Linked DNA regions of Mus musculus: regions 2 and 3 are each linked to region 1. Evidence: chromatin contacts called from public Hi-C and HiChIP or PLAC-seq data. All regions are on one chromosome and are shown on one strand. The core of a region is the stretch at or near the end of the contact, and the rest is flanking DNA. Distances in the headings are between cores, read along the strand shown. Region 1 overlaps Gm41257 (a long non-coding RNA gene). Region 2 holds the start of 5430437J10Rik (RIKEN cDNA 5430437J10 gene). Region 3 has its middle 49 kb from the start of 5430437J10Rik.

Region 1 (4,417 bases), core at 511-3,010:
GGATATAATTTTTCAGTTGCTGCAAGTTGCCCTGAGGAGGCTGGGATATTACCGTGTGCACCCTGCAAGTGACGTTCAGCCTCCACGTTCAGTCACTCCTGTTAAGCAGCTTGCATCTATGGAGTGCTGAGAAGAGTCCATTCTGCTCTTCTCGGTATTTAAAGCAATTCCTTTCTAGGAAACTATAACCAATCCTGCCTCAACTTCTCTGTAGCCAGCTCAATTTTTGCACATCAGCCAAACATAATACTTGCTGTTCAAGATGTGGGGAGATGCCAGTTCTGGATTCATTGATGCTCAAGGGCAGAGCTTTCTCAAATTTGGTTTGGAGAAGATGTCATAATTCCCAGATCAAGAGCTTCCTTTCTTATGGAATACTATTTATCAGTGAAATGGTTCTGGGGTTTTGGGTTTAATTGTGCAACTATACAATGCAGAAGGGTGGGGGAGGGTATGCCACTTCAGCTAACAATAAAAACATCTAGTAAATTAACACCTATGATGTTAATGATGGGCGTGTACCCCTCCTAAGCACTTTCCACAGCTACCTCGTTTAATCCTACAGCGAAACTAAAAGTAGGCATTAATGCAATACCATTTCACACAAAAGAAACTGAGACAAAAACATACTCAACAACTTGCCCAGAGTTGTTACAGCTAAGAATCGTAAGACCAGAATTGTATGCCAGGCAGCTGTGTCTTTCCATTGCATACCTAACACAAGCAATTTGGGGAAAAACAAAAACAAAACAAGACACAAAACATTTTTCGTTTGTTTCAAGTTGAATAAGTAAAGACTGAGTTAATTATCTGATTTTTGTTATTTAACTCACAGCTTTATTAAAGCTGAAAAGATCCAGTTAAATGTACGAGAAATGTTCCATACTGCATAACCTCAATGATAAAGTAATTCACCATCTCACTATCACATGCAAAGCTCTCGAACAATGCCGCGACTTGGGTATGGTCATTTTGCCTTGTTAATGAAAACAAAAGGTAGATTTAAAACAAAGAAAGAAAGAAAGACAGAAAGAAAGAAAGAAAGAAAGAAAGAAAGAAAGAAAGAAAGAAAGAAAGAAGGAGGGAGGGAGGGAGGGAGGGAGGGAGGGAGGGAGGGAGAGAGGGAGGGAGGGAGGACAAGTAACAGCACAGACAATGCATGTTATATGTCAAATAGACAAGCTGACAATACATACATTTTTAAATTCTTCTAGAAACATTTGAGCATTCAGCATTCTAAGTATTAAGGATTTTAATTTTAATTTATCATTTTAATTTGAAAATGATAAAAGGTTAAAAAAACTCAATAGTTTTGGTAGTTTTTATTATAATTGTGGCAATATTGGTTTTCAGAACTTAATAAAATGAAATAAACACCTTACTAGATGCTTATCTTAATTAAATATTTTTTATTATATTTCAAAAGATTATGAATTAGGTACTAGGTAACTATTTCCTTTGTTACTAAATAACAACTTAACTAGAGCTTCATTTTGTTTAATGTTTACACTTTCTTTCCACCGCTTTTTCTTCCAAAAATAATAAAGGAAATACCATAAATCTCTTTGACTTGTAGAAAGGTTTCAAAACAAACCACACAAACATGAGAAATGCAAGCAATTTTGACAAGTTAATTCTCCGACACCGCAAACGCATGACTTCTCCGATGACGGGCCATGAATTCACTGTGTAGCATAAAGCCACTTACACTTCAAATTGCCCATTTACTTTTCTTATCTAGTTTCCTCCATTTGCATAATGTGTTAGTAATCACCCTCATTCTTCAGTGAGCTATCCCCAGTTAATTTCGGTCTGAAGGTTTGTAGTCATTTACATCCTCAATTCGCTTTCGAATTCTGTCAGAATAATAAAAAGCCCTGTAAGGATTGCCTTCCTGCGGGCTGGCTGTGATGCCCACTCTCTGAAATTGAAACTGGAGTCCCAACATGACTACCAGTAAAGAGGGACAAGGCTCTCAGGGCAGGGAGCAAGGGGACATGGGTTAGGGTCAGCTCTAATCCAGTCTGACTGGTATCCTGACATGAGGCAGGTTCTCTGGGGACACAGAAGCAAGGCAAAAAGAGCCTGAGCATCTGCATAGCACAGAGATGTGTCTGAATCTTAACTTGCCAATACCCTTGCAGCTTCCACAGCTGTAAGAAAGGAAATTTATCTTGCTTAACCTACTTTGTGTGCGGTATGTTATTTTGGCAGGACAAGCAGACCATGGAGAACCTTGCTCAGCTCCCCCACAGAGCCAATTCAGGATGGTGTCTTCGCTCTGGGTTTTCAAACCTTTCTTTTCGTTCACAGTTCTTCTCTTTTCTTGTCACTCATACCAAACTTAAATGTAAGACTTCATAAGATTGGCAAAGTAGATCAGTTCAGAAACACATGTTCAACTCTTGATTGGTTTATTTTTAGCAGGGAGAGGACAGGAAGTGGAAGATAATGAAGAAACCTTATGGAAATTGATTTCTGTGTTGCTCCCGACTTTGGTGAGAGAAGCTGCTTTTTGCAGTAGATATCGCTTAATTCAGAAACTCGTAACTGGGCAAAGCATCCAGTATATGTAACAGTGCGGGCTCCGCTGTGAGTGAAGTCTACTGAGTCAGCCTTCCACTGTGGAAGGATCAGGCAACAGGGTCGGAGAAGGAGTGGGAAGAACGGAAGAGAACTGTGAAGTGCTGCCTTCCCGACACAACCTGACAGATGCTGCACTTGTGGTGCCTGTGCAAGACCAAACCAGTCAAAATTCCAGCACAGATGGTAAAGTAGCCCTGGCGTAGTTATTGGCAGCTGGTGGCTGCTGAGCGAGGGAGTTACTCTCCTTTGGGACTTGGCCACCGGTAGGTTGCCATGCCCCAGTGAGCAGCCCCACATACCGTGTACTCAGTGGACTCGGGGAATTATTGATAACAACAACAAAAAGAAAGCATAAAGTAGAAAAGAAATGGAATGGGGATATGATGGAGGCTTGGGGAAGAAGGAATTGATTGACACTGTCAAGATGCATTGAAAAAAATGTATGAAAATTTCAAAAAATGAATAAAATAGTTTAAAGGCAAAAGGTAAATAGGGGTTCAGGGGAAACTGCAGCGGGTGGGTGTGTTGAAAACATTAACTGTAGCAATGATTACACAAGTGAGTATTTGTCTTCAAGTTCACCGTATTGTACACCTTAAATGTGGACAGTTCTTTTCTCTGTCGGTCTAGCTTGGTACAATTGTTTTGGTTTGTTTTGCTTTGCTCCATTGCTTTGTTTTTGGTTGCCTGTCATGGTATTTTGGCTCTATATTTACTTATTTTGTGATTTCATACATTTGCACAATGTACTTAGATCATATACAACCCCTCCAGTTCCTTCTCAGCAGCTCCTTCACAGTCACAGCCTCTCATAATTCCCCATGACATTTTTTTTCCCAGATAGGGTTTCTCTTTGGAACCCTGGTTGTCCTGAAACTCATTCTGTAGACCAAGCTGGCCTCAAACTCAGAGATCTACCTTCCTCTGCCTCTTGAGTGCTGGGATTAAAGGCATGAACTACCTACCACTGCCCAAGGCTTTTCTTTTTCTTTTTCTTTTTCTTTTTCTTTTTTTTTCTTTTTCCTTTCTTTTTCTTTTCTCTTTCTTTTTCCTTTCTTTTTCTTTTTCTATTTTCTTCTATCTTTTTAAAGGACCCATTGGGTTCAACTAGTACTGCCCATCTGTGCATGGGTGTAAAGCCACCCATTGGAGTATGAAAATGGAGTATGAAATGAAAATGGAGTATGAAATCTACCATATGCCAGTTTCCTTCAAGGGAGGAGTTTACTCTTTCAAAATAGATCAGACTATGAAGCTTGGGCTGTCCTCAGACTTGTGATATCTCTGAGCACAGGCGTTATAGGAGCACACCACCATACCCAACACACAATATAATGGTTTAAAATAGATAAAGGGAACTATTGAGAAACATCTGTGGAGCTCTGTGGGCTGCCTGCTCACGCTACGCAGATACCTCCCACCCTGAAAAAGTAGCTCCTCCTGTTTGAAGCCAGGGACCTCTCCCACCTTCCAGTTTGCTTTCTGTTGCTGTGATAAGGCCCTGACTAAAAGCACCTTGGGATGGAAAGAGTTTATTTTTTCCAACAAGTCCACATCCCGGTCCATCACTGAGGGGGTTCTGGGCAGGCGCTCAAGGAGTAACCTGGAGTCAGAAACTGAAGCAGAGATTGTGGGAGAATGGTATTTAACCTTGTTGTTTTTCTAAGTCCCAGGTCCCATATATTGTGGGCTCAGACTCCCACATCATTCATTAATGAAGAAAAAGCCCCATATATTTGCTTACAATCCAATCTGTTGGAGACATCTTCTCAACTGAGGTCCACTCTTCTCAGATGCTACTGACAGCTGGAGCAGACAGAAAGGCAACCAG
Region 2 (4,417 bases), core at 1,185-3,684, 230 kb before region 1:
AACAACACCCTTCTCAATAGTCACAAATAATATAAAATACTTAATACGTATACTTTCTAATTACTCATAAATATAAAATACTTAATACTTATACTTTCTAATACTTATACTTTCTAATTACTCATAAATATAAAATACTTAATACTTACACTTTCTAATTACTCATAAAAACTCTTGAAGAAACCTTTATCTAACTTCTAGATATACCACTTATTGGCTGACTGTCACAGTCAGCTCTAGAACTTCATCGGTCTGGTTCCTGATCTGTGATGTTGAGATATAGACCTCTCACTTCTGTGTGATTGTGAAAGTGGCATGAGTTGAGTGGATCCCTGAGTCTCTGTGATTTGCTGATGAGTTAAATGAAACATCTGGAACAGTTAAAAGAGTTTTCACATAGCCATTGATCATCAGATGCTAATCTAAATTAACAAGATAATTTAAAGACATGATTTTAAACTTGTTGAAGTTGATACAATAATCCTTTCTGAGAATTACAACAATTTATCCTTTTGTTAAACAACAGATTATGAACACCATGTACAACAAGCTTAGCTGTCAGGGAAAAGCAAATGAGAATGACCTTGAGATTCCACCTTGCCCCAATCAGAATAGCTAATATCAAAAATTCAAATGACAGCATGGGCTGGCAAGAATGTGGAGAAAGAGGGCATTTCTCCATTGTTGGTGGGATTGCAAATTGCAACAACCACTCTGGAAATCAATCTGGTGTTTTCTCAAAAACTTGGAAATGGTTCTACCTAAAGATCCAGCTATTCCACTCCTGGACATATATCTAAAAGATGCTCCACCATACCACAAGGACACATGCTCCATTATGTTCATAACAGCCTTATTCATAATAGCCAGAAGCTGGAAACAATCCAGATGTCCCTTAATGGAAAAATGGATACAGAGAGTGTGGTTCATTTACACAATGGAATACTAATCAGCTATTAAAAACAAGACCATCAAGAATTTTTCAGGCAAGTGGATGGAACTAGAAAATATCATCCTGACTGAGGTAACCCAGACCCAAAAATATATGCATGGTATGTACTCACTACTAAGTGGATATTAGCCATAAAAAACAGGATACTCATGATACACCCACAGACCCAAAGAAGTTAAACAAGAAGACCCAAGTGAGGATGCTTGTATCCCACTTAGAAGGGAAACATAATAGTAAAGGGAGGCAAGGGGAGGGAGGAAAGTGGATGGGAGAGAGGAGCATGAGGGAAACAGGAGGACAGGATCAGGTGTGGCCAGAGACAAGAGTAAGGCCCAGAAGACCAGGATAATAAATGGAAATCTGCAGCTGCCAGAGATGGGGGGAGTGGATTTCTAGGCTGTCCCTGAGAACTGAGATAGGGGAGGCTCCCAGGAGTCAATGAGGGTAACCTAGTGGAGATGCCTATCAGTGGGGACATGGACCTGAAGACACTACCTCCTGTAGTCAGGAAGGACCCCAGTGGAGGGCTAAGGACACCAACCCACCCACAAAACTTTCAACCCAAAATGTGTCCTGTCTAAGAGAAATGCAGGGCCAAATGGAGCAGAGAATGAAGGAATGACCAACCAATAGCTGGTCCAACTTGAGACCCATCCCTTAGGCAAGCACCAATTCCTGACACTATTAATGATTCTCTGTTAAGCTTACAGACAGAAGCCTAGCATGACTGTCCTCTGAGAAGCTCCACCCAGCAGCTGACCAAAAAGATGCAGATAACCACTTCCAGGACCCTTATGGGATTGAAGGCCCTGAAGGGGATAGGAACCCTACTGAAAGACTAACTGTGTCAAAAATCCTGGACCCCTGGGAGCTCTCAGAGGCTGAGCCACCAAGCAAACACCATACCTGGGCTGGACCAAGGACCCCGGCACATATGTAGCAGAGGGCTGCTGCATACCTTGTCCTGTGTCAGTGGGAGAGGACAGGAGGAACTCCATGAAGGGAAGACCAGTAGGAGGGGCAGCAGCATTTGGGGTGTAAATAAATAAATAAATTTTTAAAAATTAACTGTAACTTACCCATTAAATCCCAGATGAAGTAGCTTGAAAAATAAAAACAAAATACCATGCTTTGCATTCTGTGTTGACTCTTCCTTCTTCTAGTGGCTGCCGCCTTAAGTAGGTTATCATGAATCTACCCCACAGTAGACAAGTTCCTGGAGCACCACTGCTCAGCCTCTATAGTGAATTCTTTCTTGTCTAAATATAGGGTTATATGACAGAGATTACACTAGAGAGAGAACAAAATCTTCAAACTTATGTATTAGACTCCCTGATTGGGTAGCCTACCATCTTTATCTGCATGAATCACTGCTCTAGGTTGGTCCTTCCCCATAGCTTTCATAAGTATCTGCAGCTCTAATTCCTCATACAAATTACCTTACCTCCCCTGATCCTCTGATCCAGTCCCTGATCCAGCTTCTAACACCTCCGTCCTAGAGATGTAAAAGCCATCTTCATCCCACCCTTTTCTAGCTACAATAGGAGGTGCTGTGGATTGGCAGCTCATGGCTTCCTATCCCAACTGGCTAGTCTCTCAATGAGAGGCCTTTTACATCCTGAGTTCTCTCTTCCCTTTTCTTTTTTTTTTTTTTTTCTGAGGGTGGAGAGTGGTCACATAGCTAGGCTCAATTCCTCAATTCTCACAAACCACTACCAATGTGGCTACAAGTACCTACATTCCTCAGTATTAAAAAAATAAATGCTAAAGAAACACTAAATTCCTTCACCTGCGGGATACAAAGAGCAGCTGTGAGCAGAGATGCTGGTGCTCACCAGATTGCAATCACTGCCACAGGAAAGTTGTGCATGCAGTATCATGGGACCAAAGCTCAGTGCCATGAACTACAACCCTCGAAAGCTTAAATATGCCTACCTCACAGGTGTAACCATGTTCACAGATGTAACCGGCTTCATCATGTAGAAGCACACTGCTCAAATACCTCTTGGGACAGAAAAGAATTTATGCAAGTTCTCACTCCCACCCAACTGGGGCCTCAGCCTTGTGAAAAAGCACCATGAACCTGGTCTTGGCATTTTTCTAAATACGTTTCCATTTTGAAATGATTTTTTAAAAAGCAGGAAGTAGCACTTTCACTTCTGCAGTGGGATTCCCTCCATGTCTCCCTAAAGACATAACATCACTGTGTTCCCTTTAAACGTCTCAGATTGGGCCAGTTTCTTACACAGATAACACATCGCTCCTGGCTAGGATCCACGAAATTTCATGTCGCCCACCTCACTTTTATTACTTAATAATTATCTTGGCAGACACCGATTCAACAGTCCTTGGAATGCTGGTGGGAAAGATCCATCACACTTAGTATTTCTCAAGAGGAAATTTGTCTAGTGGTTAAACTCAAGAATGACTCATAGAGATGCCAATTCAAACCCAGGCTGTGATTCACTCTGTGACCCTTGCCCTACGCTCTCCACCCTGGGTTTCTCAATATGTTGAGCTGCACATCTCCATTTGCTACCATAAATAATGAGCTATACTTAGAGATTATTTGCAAACTGACTAACATTGGGAGACCTAATATGTCCAAGGTAATGTGTCACCAACGTGAAAGCATAAGTCGATATTCATAAGAAGTCATTTTCTCAAGGTTAATCATGGACTGAAGAAAGAATGTGATCAAAGCCTTTGAGGACCAAGTCCTTCCAGTCATCTTTGCTCCTGACTTTCAGAGATGCATACACTGAAGCCCAGCCAGCTAAGCTTCCTACACAAAGCTTTGCTGTGCCCAAGTCTACACTACATGCTAGAAATGGAATACAGGCTACTCACAGGAACCACAGGTATAGTTTTCAATTTTCTAGTAAGGACAGGTTTTTTTTTTTTCATAGATTAAGATTAATTTCAGTAATACATTTTAACTTAACATGTTCAAAATACTCATCATTTCAGTATCTAATCAATGTTAGACTATTAATGAGCACCTTTTTTCTGCTGTTTTTTCCCCATATGCAGTCATCAGAACATGGTGAGCATCTTACACTTTGAGTATGTCACAGTCTATACTAGCCACAAACCAAGTGCTCCCATAGTCCCAATAGACTATTAGCCACCTTAGTTGGCATCCTAGGTCTGCCCAGCTGCTAGGATTTCAGTCTCTTGGTACTAGTCAACATAAACTAGTGTGCAAAACTGAAGACCACAGAACGTTTGGAGCCTATTACAGCCCTATCACTGTTCTTAAACTCTCTCTGATCCTTTTCTGAAGACCACATTCTTCCCTGTAATGTCTTTAGCCTTTCTGTTATATTCTGGGCCTTGGCTCTGATTAAATCTTTGAAATTTTCTTTTTCTGTTTACATAGGTTCTCTAAGTATGTCTGGGGAAATTATCAGTAGGGATTTTCTTATTCCATGGAAATTGTCTTTAATTCCTAAAATTTTCCTT
Region 3 (4,417 bases), core at 1,316-3,815, 180 kb before region 1:
TTCTGCAACCCTATAGATGGAACAACCATATGAACTAACCAGTATCCCCAGAGTTCGTGTCTCTAGCTGCTTATGTATCAGAAGATGTCCTAGTCTGCCATCATTGGAAAGAGAGCCCCATTGGTCTTGCAAACTTTATATGCCCCGGTACATGGGAATGCCTGGCCAAGAAGTGGGAGTGGGTGGGTAGGGGAGTGGGGGGGAGTGTATGGGGGACTTTTGGGATAGCATTGGAAATGTAAATGAAGAAAATACCTAATAAATAAAAAAAGACTGGTTACAAATATGTAATAAATTTATATACATATATACATATTCGTAAATATATAAATACAACCTGCTCAGTACAAACAATGTTACTTTTCTGTGTATGTTTTCAGAGATGACCATCGATACAGTGCTCCCTGAGGAGTCATAGACTAACATAACCCTAACACCAAGCACAAGAAGCTCTCGTTTTTGTCAGGGTTTTCCAAGAAAATCCCAAAATATTATAGGCTACTGGACTGCCTTTTGTTGCCCCAGAGGTGGGAGGTAAGTCACTATTGCTGAAGACTCCATTCACTTACATGCTATTTTTTTAATTGCTTCCCCAAAACAACCATAGGCTAACACCAACAAAATCCAGGAGCCAGAATGAGAAATTTTCTTTGGAATGTTTAAGAGTTATTCAAGTGACTCCTAAAACAACACAGACTACTATCAATGTAGTCCTCGTTTACTGCTAACACCACACACTTTGAACCCAGAACTCAGATGAGTCAAGTGGATGACTCTAGCTTCTATGATATACAAGTTGTCAGTGGAGGGAGGCAACTCAAGAGTCCTACCCAGCTGCAAAACCTATGAAGCACAACAATGATCAGCATGATAAGATATCCAAAGAATGAAATGAGAATCCCTTGTGTGTTGGTGATAACCAACAGCTGTCTAATTAGACTTAAGTCTCATGCAACAGGAAGGAATTCATGCCTTGTATGGGAAATCTAGCTAGCTTCTCAAGTTTTGTGAGGGCATAGACCTTAGAAAAGAATTTACCACCATGACTTGGCTAAACCAGAGTAATTACTCACTACAACTCAAATCTCATCCTTCAATGCTGTGGGTACAGATAAGTGTAGGTAGCTCCCACACCTCATCAAACAGAGCCTCTATTTACAGCAAATGGAGTCTATCACAAAAAACCCACAGCTGAACACAATACAGCGACAGATCATGAGGAGCCCAGCCTCAATGGATACACTTATATCACAGCTCTTATATCTATGGCTTGGCTCAGGGCATATCCTGGAAGAAAGGGTAAAAAGATTGTCTGATCCAGAACACCAGGAAGTTGGCTGTGAAACAGTCTCTCCTAGAAATGGCTGAATAAACAAGACTGGAACAATTTCATTATCAATAGATCTGGTGACATGAAAGTGGGTAAAATGTCATGGGACCCACCCACAGGCAACTAATAACAGCCAGAGGAGAATTAGCCTCTCCTGGATATAAGTCCCCTTGTTGGTTACTCAATGAATACGGGTCCATATATACACAAACAACCAAAAAAGACCCAGAAAGTTGATTATATATTTGTGGATACTTATGCACGTGCACACACACACACACACACACACACACACACACACACATATGTATATATGAAACAGTAATAATCAAAGAAATAGAGGCTAGCAATGTAAGCATGGGAAGGTCATAGGAGGGATTGGAGGAAAAAATATCTGGGAAGGGGCTGGAGGGAGGAAAGGGGTAGTGGGAAAGGGATGTAATTCTCTTTTAACTAAAAATATATTAATAAAATAGGAGTAAATGAACTTTCATCATTAATGTAGATTGAAGTAATTTATTTTCCTGTCACCTAAATGAGGCTCTCACCCAACATCTTCTCATTCTCATACAGAAGGCCCACACACACACACACACACACACACACACACACACACACACACACGGCTGAAGATTAGTACATTCTTTTGAGAACTACAGGACAAGTTCAAAATGGATATTGTAGCTCCTCAGCTGATCATGTGAAAAATCCCTGTAACAGGGCCTGTCATGCATGACATCATCTGGGTCATAGGTTCTGGTGGGAAAGGTCACTTTAAAGGTCCCTTCTCTTTTAGCTCATTCTAATAATGAAAGCCACCAATGACAGCTAAATGTCATCAACTTTCCAAGGTTCAGACCTGCACCCAGGAACAGGGAATCCAGACCTCCTGACTTGTAGGTTATGATACAGCATCGCCAGGCTGTGACATGTTTGCAGCTCTCACTTCTGCCCTGACACCTCTGCAATGCTACAGGGGGTTTCCTACATCTCCCCTCCTCGTGCTTTTCTGAACTCACCCAGATTTTATTTACATATGCTTCACTAATCCTCAGTGGCCCCAGGCAGTAATTATATTAAACCCCCAAAAACGAATAAAATAGTTAATATAAAACTATAACATTGCTGTCAAAAGGAAGACGATAATTGTGACATGGGCTCCAGGGAAATGGAGAAGTGGTCAAGTCACTTTGCTATTTTTACCTGCCTCTAATTATAGAAGGAACTGTATGTGTTTAATCAAATGTGCAATCACACAGACAGTGACTCAGAGCTCTGAGAAGAGTCAAACCACGTTGACAGCAACTATGCTCAAAAGATCCTAATCTTTCACTTCTGCTATTACTTTATTCATCTTCCGGGTGTTAATAAATCAACATTGGCCTGGAGGTTCTCGTCTGTAAGGTGAAGGACTTGGACAACAGGATCTCTAGTTTCCTTTCCAGGGAAAAGTCTATGCTTTTGAGGGATTACAGAAAAGGAAACAAGGATACAGTGTAAAGTTGAAGAGTTACACAGAAGAAAACAGGAACCAGGAAGTAAAAATTTATAGTCTCCAGACATCCAGGCACCTTCCCCGACAGAGGAGGGCTCTGCTGCAGAGCACCTGGGGGGAGCCATCTTGGGTCCCAGATCCCTCAAAGACTAGTCTGCCCAGGCGAGAGTGCGGACTACAGAAGCTACACAGCTTCTACAACAGGCAGAAGCAACACAGCTTCTGGAACAGAGCCCATTTCGGGCTCCAGACATCCCGGCACCTTCCCTGACAGAGGAGAGGTATCTGCCCTGCCCAGGAGGGCTCTACAACAGAGCACCTGGGAGAGCAATATTGGGTACCAGATCCCTCAGAGACTAGTCTGCTCAGGTGAGAGAACACACTACAGAAGGTATACAGATTCTGGGACAGGCCCTGTTTCAGGACTTCATCTTAAGCCAGGAGGGAGGTCCAAACACAAGATATCTGTGCACCTTCCCTGAAAAAGGAGAACTTGCCTACAGAGAGTACTCTGACCACTGAAACTCAGGAGAGAGCTACACTACCAGATCTGCTCACAGAGGCTAACAGAATCACAGGAGGAGCAAGCTCCAATCAGAGACAACTATAACAACTAACTCCAGAAATTACCAGAGGGCGAAAGGCAAACATAAGAATCTTACTAACAGAAACCAAGACCACTCACCATCATCAGAACCCAGCACTCCCACCTCAGCCAGTCCTAGATACCCAACACACCCAAAATGCAAGACTCGGTTTTAAAATCATATCTCTTGATGCTGGTAGAGGACATCAAGAAGGACTTTAATAACTCACTTAAAGAAATACAGGAGAACACTGCTAAAGAGGTAGAATCCCTTAAAGAAATACAGGAAAACACAACCAAACAGGTGATGGAATAGGACAAAACCATACAAGACCTAAAAGGGAAACTAAACACAATAAAGAAAACCAAAAGTGAGACAGTGGTGGAGATAGAAACCCTAGGAAAGATATCTGGAACCATACATGTGAGAATCAGCAACAGAATACAAGAGATGGAAGAGAGAATCTCACATGCAGAAGATTCCATAGAGAACACCGGCACAACAGTCAAAGAAAATGCAAAATGCTAAAAGATCCTAACTCAAAACATCCAGGAAATTCTGAACACAATGAGAAGAGCAAACCTATGGATAATAGGAGTAAATGAGAATGAAGATTTTTCAATTTAAAAGGCCAGCAAATATCTTCAACAAAATTATAGAAGAAAACTTCACAAACCTAAAGAAAGAGATGCCCATGAACATACAAGAAGCCTACAGAAGTCCAAATAGACTGGACCAGAAAAGAAATTCCTCCCAACACATAATAATCAGAACAACAAATGCATGAAATAAAGATAGAATATTAAAAGCAGTAAGGGGAAAATGTCAAGTAACATATAAAGGCAGGCCTATTAGAATTACACTAGGTTTCTCACCAGAGCCTATGAAAGCCAGAAGATCCTGTACAGATGATATGCAGACCCTAAGAGAACACAAATGCCAGCCCAGGCTACTATACCAAGAAAAACTCTCAATTACCATAGATGGAGAAACCAAAGTATTCCA

The links. A called contact is a pair of places that touch in the nucleus more often than the background predicts. HiChIP or PLAC-seq counts read pairs in DNA pulled down with a chosen protein or histone mark.
Region 2: a Hi-C map of bone marrow-derived macrophages shows a contact between it and region 1, with 17 read pairs. The contact joins the promoter of 5430437J10Rik here to the enhancer-like site in region 1. A contact is called at or near these places in 2 of 484 Hi-C or Micro-C datasets (bone marrow-derived macrophages and group 2 innate lymphoid cells) and 1 of 115 datasets of contacts at active chromatin or transcription factors (bone marrow-derived macrophages).
Region 3: a contact with region 1 is called in an H3K4me3 HiChIP or PLAC-seq map of bone marrow-derived macrophages, with 5 times the contacts expected there. The contact joins two enhancer-like sites. A contact is called at or near these places in 3 of 484 Hi-C or Micro-C datasets (the HPC-5 cell line, bone marrow-derived macrophages and nephron progenitors) and 2 of 115 datasets of contacts at active chromatin or transcription factors (CD8 T cells and bone marrow-derived macrophages).

What each region holds. Positions count from the first base shown.
Region 1 is chr15:5,260,709-5,265,125 of GRCm38.p6, reverse strand. The region is part of intron 1 of Gm41257 (a long non-coding RNA gene); the gene reads right to left. Among named protein-coding and RNA genes, the nearest start is that of Gm41257, 8.3 kb to the right of the region's middle. Within about 2 kb of position 1,760, at least 36 of the 459 cell types and tissues checked have an H3K27ac peak or open chromatin away from gene starts, as enhancers often do. A contact at or near this core is called in bone marrow-derived macrophages, where this site is marked.
Region 2 is chr15:5,494,335-5,498,751 of GRCm38.p6, reverse strand. It overlaps 5430437J10Rik (RIKEN cDNA 5430437J10 gene), which reads right to left and starts at 2,434. Exons shown (of 5, transcript NR_045274.2): 1 at 2,397-2,434.
Region 3 is chr15:5,444,764-5,449,180 of GRCm38.p6, reverse strand. It overlaps the pseudogene Gm46496. Among named protein-coding and RNA genes, the nearest start is that of 5430437J10Rik, 49 kb to the left of the region's middle. Within about 2 kb of position 2,565, at least 126 of the 459 cell types and tissues checked have an H3K27ac peak or open chromatin away from gene starts, as enhancers often do. A contact at or near this core is called in bone marrow-derived macrophages, where this site is marked.